Linked DNA regions of Mus musculus: regions 2 and 3 are each linked to region 1. The links are chromatin contacts, called in public HiChIP or PLAC-seq maps. All regions are on one chromosome and are shown on one strand. Each heading gives the region's core, a stretch centred on a gene start, on an enhancer-like site or on the middle of the called end of the contact. The rest is flanking DNA. Distances are from core to core; before and after follow the strand shown.

Region 1 (4,746 bases), core at 1,488-3,987:
TCAAGTGGCAGAGCTGGGCCCCACAGCTCAGGATTTCTGGGTCTTGGACATCGGATCTCTTGGATAGCTTTTGTTTAGGCTTGGAAGAGCAGAACAATGAGTACGAGTGGACTGAACTCTCCGGTCTACTTCTGATCTCAGTGCCAGGCTATCCAGAGGAGGCCTGAAAGGCAGTTGCTACATCCATCCTGGCCCCAAACTTCCCACAGGAGGGCTACACCTCCAAGTTGGCCCCCAAATGTGGGCTCATGACCTCTTTCACAGTCCTTACATGTCTCTCCAGAGTTCCAACCCAACAAGTGCATACAAGATCCTATAGACAGATGGACAAGACAGAAGAGAGGGATATCTTGAGAAGCTCCCAGGGATGCAGAGAATACACACACACACACACACACACACACACACACACACACACACACACACACGTTTCTTTCTAAACTGAAGAAGTCAGTGTCTTCTTAATGAGGCAGACAATGGCAGGGAGACATTATAGTTTTGGTGTCACATAAAGCTCTACACGAGAACATGCAGTCTCACCTCATCTGAGGGTGTAAGGACAAGGTGAATGACACAGCTCTACATGAGAACACAGTGCCACCTCATCTGACAGTATAAAGGTCCCACTAAAAACCTAGTGGTGTACTTCCATTGTGAGTATTTCACAGCTTACCCCCTCTTACAGAGATCTCGTGTAAATGTAGGCAGCTGGTCACAAACCCCACAGTAGAGACCCTGGCAGTCTTAGCTTGAAAAGGAAGGCCACAGAGAATCCTGGCCTCATCATCTTCCCTGGCAGCTGTGTGATGGAGAGTTAGCTCAGGACACAGAGGCCTTCTCTCTTAGGGAATATCCTGGATTAAGTCTGAGAAGCTAACTCAGAAAAAGGAAATGGACAGAGTTTGAAACACAGAGACCCTCCTTGTTAGATGCATGGCCTGGTTTCAGAGCAGTGTCTGCTCTGCACAGCTGTTCCAGAAACTGCATCCTAAGGAGAAGGATGGAGACTGGAGGGAGAGTCGGGTCTACATGTGTCTCCTAGACCTTCTGGGAAGCACCTTGGCAAGCAGTCTTCAAACCTCCAACACCAGGACCTCTAAAGCCACCCTTCCCAACAAATTCAGCCCTTCAATTCCAAAAGAAGGAACAGGTGGGGAAGGCAGTGAACTCACCATGGGTGGTAGAATGAAGGATAGAGAAACTAAAGACATGTACCTGACCTTGGTCCAGATAACCATTCCTACCGCAGAGGAATGAGCTATGCACAGATGGCCTTGACCTTGAAGGAACATTAGAACATTCTAGACATCCATCTCTCCTATGACACAACTCTTTATTGGGGTCCCGGGAGCTGTAGCTACGGAGAACAGTTGGCTATGTGTTAAGAGGGAGCAGAAAGAGCAGAGCCCAGCTTCACCCCTAGGCTTCATTCTGGTTCCAGAGGACTTGCTGAATTGGCCTCTGCAAGCCAACATTACTAATGGGTTCTGAGCCTGTCATCTGTCCATTGTAGACTCGTCATTCTATACCAGCAGAGAAGGGGCCTTTTGACTCTGAAACGGAAGACCCATTTCATCAGTCAGCGACTGCATTGATTGACAGTTACTATCAGTGGCTATCCAGAGATGCGCACAGAGAGGACCTCTCTCCCGGCTAGCTGTGCACACAAGGCCCTGTGTACACATGAGGTTGAAGAGGTTGCCTTCTTGGACCTTTCTTGTGGACGCAAAGCTATTCCCTTCAACCATTCATCTCCCTTCCTCCATTCTGCACTTGGTTCAACTCTGACCGGGAAATCTCCACATGAAACTCCAAGCTCCTATCCGCCGCCCTCGAGGGTGATTTGCGCACGCTAACCAGTCCCCCCTCCCCTTTCCAACGTCCTTTCTTAGGCCTCACAGCACTGAAAGGGTTTGTGTTCTCTAGAGAGCAGTAAGGATCCCAGGGCCAGAATCTGTCTTTACAGAGCTAACACTTCACTCTGTGCACAGTAAGGGCTTAACATTCTAAGCTTAGAGTAAAAGTATACCTTAGCTGCCATGGGGTTTTGTGTTCTCACCTGGTGGTGGGACCCCCTCCTTCATGGGAAACCTCTGGGTAGGTACCTTATCCTGGTGAGTCTTATCCTGAAAACCCACTGGCCTATTAGTATCCTTAAGAACAGTTAGTGAACTGATTTCATGCATTTGCGTAGTGAGCCCAGTGTCTCTCTGCCTTTCTCTTGATCCTTCTTGTCTAAATTTTCTCCACAGGGGGAGAGCCGACTAGGTGGGCAGGTGCTGTGCCTTTCCAGAAGCTCATTTCTGAATGGTTGGCATCCCTGAGATGTGCTTTCCAGAGCCCAGCAACAGAGCCCAGCAGGCTGGAGCAAGAGATCAGGCTCGCATGCAAAGAAGCAAGGAGCACTGTCAGCCAGAAGGATTCTCTCTCTATATATAGATATAGATAGATATTGTGGTCAAGCTCAGAGTCAGCTATGAGGGGATTTCTCAGCCCTGCATCTGGGGGTCATTTAATATCCAGCTCACCGCGCCACGCCCCTCCCCCCAGGTTTTCTTATGCCTGTGTTGTCCTTCAATGGATCTGGCTGCATTCTCTGCTCCTCCAGGTCTCAGTGAGAAGCAGGCACAGGAACTCTCTCGTGAACTCATTTGCTCTCCCGGTTCCCTCTGCACCTGCTGCCTCTAAGGGCCCGGTGAATCCAGCCGTTTCCACAGCAAACAGTCATAAACAGCCAGAAGCGACCCAGCACTCAGCACTTCCGGTGCAGAAGCAGGGTGGGGAGTCGCTGCTTTGGCAGAGCCCATTTCCATACAGATGTTTTCAGCCATAAAACCGGAGGCTTGAAGAGCAAGAAGTGGGTCGGGTTGCAAATGACAAGGCCTGCGAAGGACATTAGGCTGAAGTTCAGACCGTGATTCAGAGCTTCCTCAGGGCTAACCTGCACCTCACAGCCGGTCAGCTGGGGGCCAGAGGTTTGGGAAAGTGGGAAGTAGCTGAAGGAGCTGAAACCAAAGAGGCCCACCCTGGTTGTGCAAACACAGACCCCCCCCACACACACACACCTTTACCAAACATACCTACTGTGGTATCAGTCCACTGCCTTCAGTTCTTTTTCTTTCTTTCTTTCTTTTTTTTTAATAATTGACAGAAATAATTTTTTTAAAAGATTTATTTATTGGTTATATGTAAGTACACTGTAGCTGTCTTCAGACACTCCAGAAGAGGGAGTCAGATCTCGTTACAGATGGTTGTGAGCCACCATGTGGTTGCTGGGATTTGAACTCCAGACCTTCAGAAGAGCAGTCGGTGCTCTTACCCACTGAGCCATCTCACCAGCCCAAGTTCTTTTTCTTTCCAAACATGCTTGTGACTGAACAAGTTTACTGGGACAGAGCAGAGAGAAGACATTTCTAATGAAGTGTGACTATCTAGTCAGTGGTGACCTTATAGCTTGGGGTTGTCTGATATCAGTGAGACAATGCGATGCAACGTCGTCTTTGTTAGGGTTTCTATTGCTGCAACAAATCCCCATGATCAAAATCCAAGTTTGGCTTTCATTTTGCTCAGGTTTGGGGCAGACAGGGTTTATTTGGTTTACACTCTCATATTGCTGATCATCATTGAAGGAAGTCAAGGCAGGAACCCAAACAGGGTAAGAACCTGGAGGCAGGAGCTGATGCAGAGGCCATGGAGGGGTCCTGCTTACTGGCCTGCTTAGCTAGTTTTCTAATAGAACGTAGGACCCAGGGATGGCATCACCTATGATGGGTTGAGCCTTTTCCCATCAACCACTAAGAAAATGCCCTACAGGCCCGCCTATAATGGGATTTGATAGAAGCATTTTTCTCAATTGTGGTTCTCTCTTTGCAGGTAACTCTAGTTTGTGTTGACACAAGGCTAGCCAACACGAGTATATGTGTCAGTTCATACATGGTTCCTTAGAGCCTGTGATGGTTAATCTTCACCATCAACTTGACTGGATTTAGAATCAACATGGAAACACATCCCTGTGTCTATCAGGGTATTTCTAGAAGGGGCTAGCTGAAGAATGTGCAATACAGTTTCATGAGCTGGGGTACAGATTGGATGAAAAGGAGAATGTCAGTTGAGCATCAGCGGTCATCTCTCTTTGCTTGCTCACAGAAACAATGTAGCAATGTGACGAGTCAAACAATGTAGCAAGGTGACAAGTCTCCACATATTTCAGTTGCTGTGACTTCCCTGTGTGACAGATTGTATCTCTGTGAACTGTAAATCTTGTCTTGAGATGGTTAGCTTTTATTGTCACCTTGAGGCAACTAGAATTAGCTAGGAAGAAAGTTTTAGTAAGTTACCTTAATCAAGTTGGCCTATGGCTATGTCTTTTGGGAAGTGTCTTGTCCATTTTGGGTGACATCCTTCCCTGGGGGTTTGGAGTCCTAAATTATACAAGATAAGAAAAAGCTAGATAAGAGAAAGTAGGCAGCAAGATGGATTCATTTCTCTCTGCTGTTGACTGTGGATATGATGTCACTCACTGCTGCAGTGCCTGCCTTGATGTTCCCTTAATAAACCCTTTCCTTTCCAAAGTTGATTTTTGCCAGAGTTTCCTTTATCACAACACAGATGAAACTATAATACCCTGTAAGCTTCTTCTAGTCAGATATTGTAACTACTGCAATGAAAGAAGGGTGATGCCCAGTGGCTCTTTTTGGAGTTGGACCTCTTTTAACCCAAATCCATTGTAGGAGTGGAGGGAGTTTG
Region 2 (4,746 bases), core at 1,581-4,080, 1.7 Mb before region 1:
TCTGAGGACACTGACAGGGTACTCACATACATAAAATAAATTTATCTAAAAAAACAAACAAAAAAAAAACCCAAAAACCCTGATTAAAGTAGGTTTAAAAAAATATATGCTTTATGAATAAAAATAGAAGAAGTACTTAATTTTTGGGTGACAGCTTTGTTTGAATTTCTTTCTTTTAAAGTTTACTTTTTAAATTTTTGAGATAGGGTCTTAAGTCTGTATTCCAGGATGTCCTAGGACTCAGTATGTAGTTTGGGTTAGCCTCAGACTCAAAATTTTTCTTTCAGCATGGAACTAGGTATAGCCATTTAAGCCATTATTTTCTAAACTATAAGAAAAATGGCAATGGTAACATTTTAAGTACAATTCAATGCACAAATCTTTTTTGGTCTAAGAAATGTATCATGGTTAAAAAAAAAGTGCTTCAAGTATCCAGAAAGAAAATATGTAAATAGTTCACATTTCTAATAGTAGAGCCTCACCAGGCACCGGTAGTGGTACACACCTTTAATCCCAGCAGTTGGCGAGGCAGAGGCAGGCAAATTTCTGAGTTCGAGGCCAGCCTGCTCTACAAAGTGAATTCTAGGACAGCCAGAGAAACCCTGTCTCAAAAACAAACAAACAAACAAACACCCCAAACAAACAAAAAAAGTAGTGGAGCCTTATACTATATCAATACAAGTGTTTACGAATGGCTTTTTAAGTAGCTAGCTTATATGTAGACTTTATAGGATATAGGGTTAGAGAGAGCCTTCTGTTAACTGGAAGAGCAATCTCAGAGAGAAAAACTGATGTTTACCATAAGAAATTCGTTGGTTGGTTGTTCTGTGAACTATACAAGCTGGGGAACTTACTATATAGCCACACTGGCCTTAAATTCACATTGAGCCATCATCATCATCATCTTCTCTTTTTTTTTTCTTTAAAGCTTTATTTAGTATATGTAAGTACACTGTAGCTGTCTTCAGACACCCCAGGAGAGGGCATAAGATCTCATTACAGATGGCTGTGAGCCACCATGTGGTTGCTGGGATTTGAACTCAGGACCTTTGGAAGAGCAGTCAGTGTTCTTAACCGCTGAGCCATCTCTCCAGCCCTGAGCCATCTTCTTCTTAGAGCCTTTTGAATACTGGAATTGTAGGGGTGTGTGTGTGACCACACCGAGCTATGTAGCACGTTCCCTTGGACACCTGCCCCCAAACTTGAGGAAATTATGTTATAGCTTATCACCAAAACAAATAAATCTGCTTCCATTTTATTACTACCTTTAGTATTTGGAAACATCTTAATAAATAATGAGTAATACCATGGTGCCTACTTAAACGGCTAATAACAAAGGAATAAGAGGAAAGCAAGCATTGACAATTATTTTATAGCACGCCCAGTAAAGAATCTGACTATGGGAATTGGAGAGACAACGAGCTAAAACCTAGCATCGTGTCCACTTTTATATTTCATTGCCCCCCTCCCCCTAATCCAGTACTACTGGGAGGAGACAGGAGTCACCAAGACATCACTTACACTTTTGTACTAACCATTTCTGGCACTTTTTTTTTTTCTCTAGACAGTAAAGTAAGCAGCTGAGAAGCACAGGGGAGGCACTTACGTTTGAGGGGTATAAAGGCCTGGCTTATTGAGGTCCAGGGTCCTTAACTCCTGCATAGAGAGGCGGCCAGCACCACAGGTGGAAACTGAACTGCGCTTCATTCTCGAAACCTAATTCAGGATTTCAGCGTTAGGAAAATGTTCCAGACTCAAGCAATTCAACGAGCAACAATTATTATCTTTATCCTCTAGTAGGAAAGCAACTAAGTTTGTTTCTGTACAACAATCGTTTCCTTGTATGCTATATTTATTTGTCCATGTAAACCGAAGTTCTTACAAAGAACACCTACGCAACTTCAAGTAGAAAAAAACGAGGCAGAAAAAAGAGGGGAAGATGGAGCTGAAAGTTTTGGGAGAAAAGGAGAGGGGACGACTGAGGAGAAGGAAAGTAGAGCAGAAGCACCTGGCCTGGAGAAGTTCTAAGGGGTCTCTTATATGGGGAAGATGGTAGTGTAGTGATAGATCTGCCCAATGTAGGCGCACAGCATGTATTCATATTAATTAAGTTGTGTTTTCATTGCCTGGGCTTATTTGGGTTGGAGATTTACTGCAACACCTTTCAACAAAGATAAACAATCCGGTTTACAACACAGGCTGCTCCCGCTTTTAAAACAAGTATCAAAATAATGTCTACGTTGGAGTCTGTCTTCATCTCTGCAGCATCAGACACTATGCACTCGGCCCTAGCTTCCACAGAGGGTTAGACAGATCGCATTTTTATTGTTGTTGTTTTGTCTTGAGCTAGGGGTGGAGAGTCAGACCCTTTAGCAAGCTGGGCTGAGCGCTGAGCACTGAGCCACACCCCTCCTTGTTTTGGTGGCTTGCGTTCAACCTAGTTTTACTCTCATGATTTCACTGGTTTCCAGTCATGTCCATACCAGGCTTTTAAGTTGCAGCATCAGCACGGGTACACAACACACCAATCAGCTTTCCCCCTGTCAGTCCCCACCTGTTAGCATCGCCTTCTCCCGCTACAAACGTTGCAGAGCCGGGCAGATCCCACCCCAGCTCCCTCGCAACAGTCAGCTCCAGCGCCGCGGACCATTTTAACACAGAGCTGATCCCATCTCAGCAGTTACCTTTCGCTCAGCTTCTCAACGAGACCCGGCGCCCAGCTTTCCGTAAACCGCACGACTGCACACGAAAACAGCCGCCCAAACCAGAGCGTCCGCTTCCGTCAACCCAAGGCGGTTTGAATTTTAAAGTTTCCGCCCGCGCTGACGTCAGGACTGCGACGGCGAGTACGCATGCGCGCTCGCTCAGCGCCCGCCCTCGTCGCCGGAAGTGTCCGCATCGGGGGCCAAGCGAGCTCTGGGCTCTTCCCAGGTCGTCGTTAGCGTCGGTGACCCGAAGGGAGTCCCGCCCTGTCCGGGAAGCTGGCATCTAGGACGAGTAGGGCTGTCCGGGCGGAGCGGCCCGAGCCCTCCTGGAATCAAGTTCCGTACAGCAATATGGCTGCGTCCTGGAAGTAGAAAGCGCGGGTTTGTCTCCGATAGGATGGAGGCCAGGACCCAAGCCTATGAGGCGGCGTGAGGTTCCTGACGTTAGGAGAGGCTGTCGAGTGTGGCGGTGGACGAGCCTGAGGGATATTTAACATCAGGCTTCCTCAAGTGCTCTGGATTCCCGCCGCCCAGCCTCGGAACAACAAGCAGGCGTTACTAGTTCCCGGATGGTGGTGGCCTGTCCCTGGGCTAAAGTGTAGATTCCTGGCTCTCGGCATTATTGTGCCGTTAGCTAGTTTTGAGCTAAGCAGTCCTTTTTTGAGTTTGAGGTTCCCTAGCGGTCACAGTGACTCCTCACTTTACGTCTCTACTGGGAAACCAAAATCTCAGGTATCACGAAGATCTCCATCACCAAATAGTAGTCAGCAGATATATTAGCAGGCATTATATTTCAGACTCTGTAAGCGGCAGTTCATTTACTTCTTGAAACTAATGGCATTAGAACATAAAAATGATCGTTTTAGTCGGGCGTTGTGGTACACACCTTTAATTTCCACGCTCTGGAAGCGGGGGTGGGGTGGGGGTAGGTTGTGGGGGAATCTCTGACCATCCTGGTTTACCTAGTGAGATCCGGGACAGCTAGAGCAACATAGACACTATATCAAAACAAAACAACCAACAAACCCAAGCAAAACCACCCCAAACAAAACCCACACGTACAAACAACTCCAAAAACTAAAGAGATAATTTTGAGGCTCAGTGAATTCAATGACTTTAGTTTGTATGTGGGGCAGGGTCCACACCCGAGAGAGTCTTGAATTTGAGGCCAGTTTGATGGACCTGGCATACACCAGGGCAACCTAGTGACTCTCTGTCTTTAAGAAACAAACACTATTCTGCAGTCAGTTGCATAAGAAATTTGACTATAAATGCTATTAGACGAGCCTTTAATTTATTTTTTATTCGGTTTTCTCTTAAGGTTTCCACTACATTATAATAAAGCTATATCCAGAAATGCAAAACATATCTTAAGTGAAGATAAAAATGTTCTGTAAAACCTAGTTACTGGAGTGTGGCTCAAACAGATTATAAATCTTGAAGTTTTGACCTAGCAAACTAGTTAAGTTGTGAACTTCTGATTACTATTCATGCTGCACTTGGTTTGGCTAGAGCACTCTTTTAATCTTACTGCCCTACAACTGATAAGGATTAGGTAGGGCAGGGATCTGAGAAATGGAGTGACTTCCTGTGGCAATTGTAGTTTGAAAGCACAACAGCTGTCTTTCCTTTCATTCCTGTGGCCCTCTCTAAATAGATTTATATCATTTAAAAAAGGGTAAATTCTTGTAGGTAATTACTATCCTTTGACTTGACAAGACACTCACCTTTTAAGGATTTAGTGACTTGAATACTTGGACCATGTGGACTCGTGCCTTGACTCAAGGACCAAAAAAGGACCATAGAGGGCACCCGAAGAAAGGAGGATCAAACTAAGAAGCATCTTTGGCTAAGTTGGCTGAAAAATTTGAATGACCAATTCTGAAATTAAAAGACATTTAAAGTATCGCATTTTTCCTTAAAGGTGGTATGTACACACTCACCTTGTATGTTTAAATATAAAACCTACTTGTGTGTACAAAGTACATCATCGATATACAGGACAGTAAGAACTTAATTACAACATTGGTATCAAACCCAG
Region 3 (4,746 bases), core at 705-3,204, 1.6 Mb before region 1:
ATTTACACAATGGAGTACTACTCAGCCATTAAAAAACAATGACTTCATGAAATTCACAGGCAAATGATTGGAACTAGAAAATATCACCCTGAGTGAGGTAACACAGTCACAAAAGAACACACATGGTATATACTCATTGATAAGTGGATATTAGGAAAAAAGCCCAGAATACCCATGATATGACTTACAGACCATATGAAGGTCAAGAAGAACGAAGACCAAAGTGTGGATGCTTCAGTCCTACTTAGAAGGGGGAACAAAATAATCATGGGAGGTAGAGGGTGAGTGAGACTTGGGAGGAATGTAGGAGGGGAAGAGGAAAAGAGGGGGGGTGCAGGAACAGGTGTGGGAGGAGCAGGGGAGATCTATAGAGGGTAAGGAAATTGAACATAGGCATGTAGCAACGGGGATGGGTAGCTAACAGAAAGTCCCAGACGCTAGGAAAGCAAGAGGTTTACAGGACCCAAGGGGGATGACTTTAGCTGAATTACCCAACAAAGGGGAGAGAGAACCTGTATCCAGAGGTTAGGCACGGTCCCTGGTTGAGAGATGGGGCCATTAACCCTTCTCAAAATTTTAACCCAGAATTGCTCCTGTTTAAAGGAAATACATGGACAAAGAGTGGAGCAGAGACTAAAGGAAAGGCCTTCCAGAGACTGCCCCACCTGGAGATCCATCCCATATACAGCCACCAAACCTAAATACTATTGCTGATGCCAGGAAGTGCTTGCTGATAGGAGCCTGATATGGATGTCTCCTGAGAGGCTCTTGCAGCCCCATTGGAAGAACAACATCAACCAACCAGTACCATCAGAGCTCCCAGAGACTAAACCATCAACCAAAGAGTACACAGGAGGGACCCATGGCTCCAGCTGCATATGTAGCAGAGGATGGCCTTGTTTGTCGTCAAAGGGAGTGGAGGCCCTTGGTCCTGTGAAGACATGATGCCCCGGCGTAGGGGAATGCTAGAGTGGTGGGGCGGGAGTGTGCATGTGGGTGAGGAAGCAGCCTGGGGGAGGTGGGTAGGATGGGGGTTCTAGGAGAGGAAACCCGGGGGGGGGGTAACATTTGAAATTTAAATAAACAAAATAACCAATAATTAAAAAAAAAGAACCAATAAAATAAGGAAAAAATTTCTTCTATCTATCTATCATTTATCTTTTGGAGACAGTTTCCCTATAGTCCTCGATGTTATAGAATTCAGTTTCTAGACCGTGCCTGCGTCTGCCTCAGATAGAGTGCTGGGATTAAAAGGCACACATCCAGATGGGAATATATGTTTGGTTTCTCTTTTCTTTTTTTTTTTTTTTCTTTTGTGTGTGTGTGTGTGTGTGTGTGTGTGTTGTTTTTTGTTTTTTGAGACAGGGTTTCTCTGTATAGCCCTGGCTGTCCTGGAACTCACTCTGTAGACCAGGCTGGCCTCGAACTCAAAAATCCGCCTGCCTCTGCCTCCCAAGTGCTGGGATTAAAGGCGTGAGGCACCACCGCCCGGATTCTTTATTTACACCCAACTTGACCTCCTCTCTTGTCCAATAGTATCTCTGTGTGTTAACACAGATAAAAGAGGCATCTTGTTTCTTCAAGCCCCAACTCTAACTTTGATAGAACTATGATTGGATAATTATTGTACGTACATGGCCACGTCCTCGAAGAGACTAAAGAAACATGGAAACAGCTGTTACAATCTCGGAGATGTAAGTAAATATTTCTTTTAAACATTTCGTCTAGTTGTTTCATAGGACGTAGTTTTAAAAGAAGGATCTGGCTCGGTAGTATGCAAATCACTTCCCCTCGCGCTTCCTTCGCAGGACAAGTTAAGAAGGACCCCACTGAGCCACCGTCCACAGGGTGGGCCCGGCTAAACGCTGGCCTGCGTCACGACCAGCCACTTCTTGGGCTCTCAGCGTTCCCTCCGCCCCACTTCCTCCCTGCAGGCCCCACCCCGCGCCGGTGCGCCTGCGCCCGGGCGAACACGTGGCTGCCGCGGAGCCAGAGCAGCAATGGCGGCCGGAGGCGGCGGTAGCTACGACCCCTTGGCCCCGGCGGGGGTCCCCTGCGCCTTCTCGCCGGACAGTCAAGCCTACTTCGCTTTAGCCTCTAGTGACGGTCAGCTGCGAGTATGGGAGACCGCCAACAACCGGCTGCACCAGGAGTACGTGCCTTCCGCGCACCTCAGCGGTACCTGCACCTGCCTGGCCTGGGCGCCAGCACGGCTGCAGGCCAAGGTAGGATGAGCGGGGACGGCGACGGGGACGGGGACCTCCTGCCGGGCTGCGGCATCCCGGGCCGGGCGGCGAGGCGCGTGGCACCCCTGGCGCGCGTGGCCCGGGGCGTCCCGGGAGAGAGGAGGCGCGGAGCCGGGCCGGCGGCGCGCTTGGGCCGGCGCCGCGGCTGCAAAGTGCGGCCTGGCCCGAGGGGGGCTGCGGGAGGGTGCGGCCCGATCCCGCGGTCTCCACGAGGTCTGCACCCCGGCTGCTTCTGGGCCGCCATGTTCATCGAAGCCTCTGCTCCCCCGGGGGGCGGCCTCAGACTTCCCAGGCCTGGGTCCCCATCAGAGCTACCCGGTGCGCACTTTAGGACCGTCTCGCGCTTCCGCATCCCGGACCCCGGTATTGGTTTTGCTTTGGGCACTTGGAATGCGCACGTCTAGGTTAAGTTCCTTCCGGGAGCCCCTTCCCTCGGCTCGGATGCGTGTTCAACACGTGTTCCCTTCTGCCTCTAGGTTGTGGGATTCGTCGTCCCACAAACTCTTTTCCATTTCTAAGTTCCCTTCTTTCTCAGCGGAGGTACAGTGAAATAGAGTAGGGCATATGATGTAGGTCCTGGTGATTTTTTTTTTTTCTCTCGTAGTTGGGAAACTGCTTAGTTAGGGAATCCTTTTCGCTGTCAGGTAAATGCTGCTCACTGTTGACTCACCCGGTTAGATCTCGGCACGCACGTGGTTAGGCAGTCGGCAGGCAAAAATCTGGAACCGGTGTAAAAGGTATCCTAAAATATGTGACGTTTTGCTGTCACTGATGTTAAAGTTGTTGGGATAGCTTACTCCTTCCCATCCCAAGAGTAAACTTTCACATAAATTTATTTTATCTAAGTTGCTATACTCTGTGTGACAGTGGTTAGCTACTTACCGGATTCCAGCTTTTCTTGGTGACAAAGAGCAGATATGAGGCCCTATAAGTCAAACATAATCAGATTTGTGAAAGTTATGTAATTGTCAGCATTAGAGCTGCTGCACTTTTTTTTTTAACTTTATACAGTTTTCTTTTTAACTTAACAGTCCTGTAAAGTGGTGAGAGTACTTACTAACACTCAGAAATACAGAGAGAGCAGTTAGCTAAGTGCTTGTAGCCAGGCTGTAAAAGTAGGAGTCCAGCCTCTGTAATAATTGTGTTTTTTGTTCCCTACTTATAACATGAGGATAATCACTTAGAATAGTGTATAGCGCCTTAAGTGAAGTGCTAATTACTAGTGGTATTAGTATCTTGTATTTTTGTCCTTAGTCCACAAGGTATGTCAAAGCAAGCAATTTCAATAAAGGCCAACAGGAACTAGACTCGGAACTCGTGTCTTTGAAGTTCTTGGTTGTCCTCAACAGATAGTATTAGATACTCATTTCCAATCTTCTATGTCCCAGAACAAAATCCAAATTTCAAAAATAGCGGTTTGGAGATTTTCATCCACTGTGATACAGTAGGGATACAACCATTTTTAAAGGAGCCCAACTTTAACTTTTCAACAAAGCTCCTCAAATTAAAGCAACTTTATGTGACAAGATGACCCGAGTCCTGGTTCCCAAGTGGTGTGCTGGATTGGATGTGCCCAGTGGTTAGCATCCCCAGAGTGCCGGTGCAGTCCCCAGCAAGCCCTGCTTTCAAGTGCCAGTAAGTTTCACTTTCTTTTTATCTATATGTTGCCATTTCTGCTATGCAACTACTAAATGTCTGGGAATTAGTAAACAGACTTAGGCTGGGATGTAGCTCAAAGATAGAAAACTTGCCTAGCATATGAAAGACCCTGGATTGAATCAATAGTACCACAAAATCAGAGCTAGAAAAGCAGTCAGGGCTCAGGAAGCTAAACGGCATGGTTGGTCACTAACAAGCGGTAGCACTAGGATCCCAGCCTAGCCCCTTACACGGTGAACTCCTACCCTTGCACTTCATCATGGATGGCTGCAGAGCTGTCAGTTCCCATCCTGAGCATGTGACTCACGGAAGCAGCATTTTTCCAGTTCAGCGGTAGACTTAACTGGTCTGCTTGGTGCTGGGGTGGGCTTACAGGTCCAGGTAGTGTGTGGCTTAGAGTTTGTGGCAGCCGCTCAAACTCCGCTTTGGGGCTCACTGGATTGTGTGCCCTGGTATTTTAAGTATTCAGATGATCATCATACTAAACCTGTTTTACATTTTTAAGTGTTTAAAGTGTGACACATAAAATGGATGTTATTATAAAGCCCACGTTCCCAGTACATTGGTATGGTTTGGTATGGGATTTAGTAGACATACTATCTTTTTTTTTCCCCCAAATCCTTATTTGTCTCACCTTCAGACCTATTTCTAGAAGCAGTGGCTCCCACTTAAATGGTACTTACTCTGGTGGCATATGTGTTTTGTTTTTTTTTTTTTGTGTTTGTTTGTTTGTTTGTTTGTTTGTTTTCTGTATAGCTGGCTGTCCTGGAACTCACTTTGTAGACCAGGTTGGCCTCAAACTCCGCCTGCCTCTGCCTCCCAAGTGCTGGGATTAAAGGCG

The links. HiChIP or PLAC-seq counts read pairs in DNA pulled down with a chosen protein or histone mark.
Region 2: an H3K27ac HiChIP or PLAC-seq map of large pre-B cells shows a contact between it and region 1, with 7 times the contacts expected there. The contact joins the promoter of Ndc80 here to the enhancer-like site in region 1. A contact is called at or near these places in 8 of 39 promoter capture datasets (the 3T3-L1 cell line, 3T3-L1-derived adipocytes, the C10 cell line and 3 more) and 1 of 115 datasets of contacts at active chromatin or transcription factors (large pre-B cells).
Region 3: an H3K4me3 HiChIP or PLAC-seq map of pro-B cells shows a contact between it and region 1, with 8 times the contacts expected there. The contact joins the promoter of Wdr43 here to the enhancer-like site in region 1. A contact is called at or near these places in 7 of 39 promoter capture datasets (the 3T3-L1 cell line, 3T3-L1-derived adipocytes, cranial neural crest and 4 more) and 2 of 115 datasets of contacts at active chromatin or transcription factors (embryonic stem cells and pro-B cells).

The regions. Positions count from the first base shown.
Region 1 is chr17:73,256,089-73,260,834 of GRCm38.p6, forward strand. No RefSeq gene overlaps it. Among named protein-coding and RNA genes, the nearest start is that of E330032C10Rik, 7.5 kb to the left of the region's middle. Within about 2 kb of position 2,738, at least 94 of the 459 cell types and tissues checked have an H3K27ac peak or open chromatin away from gene starts, as enhancers often do. A contact at or near this core is called in pre-B cells and pro-B cells, where this site is marked.
Region 2 is chr17:71,524,027-71,528,772 of GRCm38.p6, forward strand. It overlaps Ndc80 (NDC80 kinetochore complex component), which reads right to left and starts at 2,831. Exons shown (of 17, transcript NM_023294.2): 1 at 2,685-2,831; 2 at 1,607-1,716. The coding sequence starts at 1,707. It also overlaps a transcript of Spdya not described here.
Region 3 is chr17:71,614,261-71,619,006 of GRCm38.p6, forward strand. It overlaps Wdr43 (WD repeat domain 43), which reads left to right and starts at 1,955. Exons shown (of 18, transcript NM_175639.1): 1 at 1,955-2,225. The coding sequence starts at 2,001.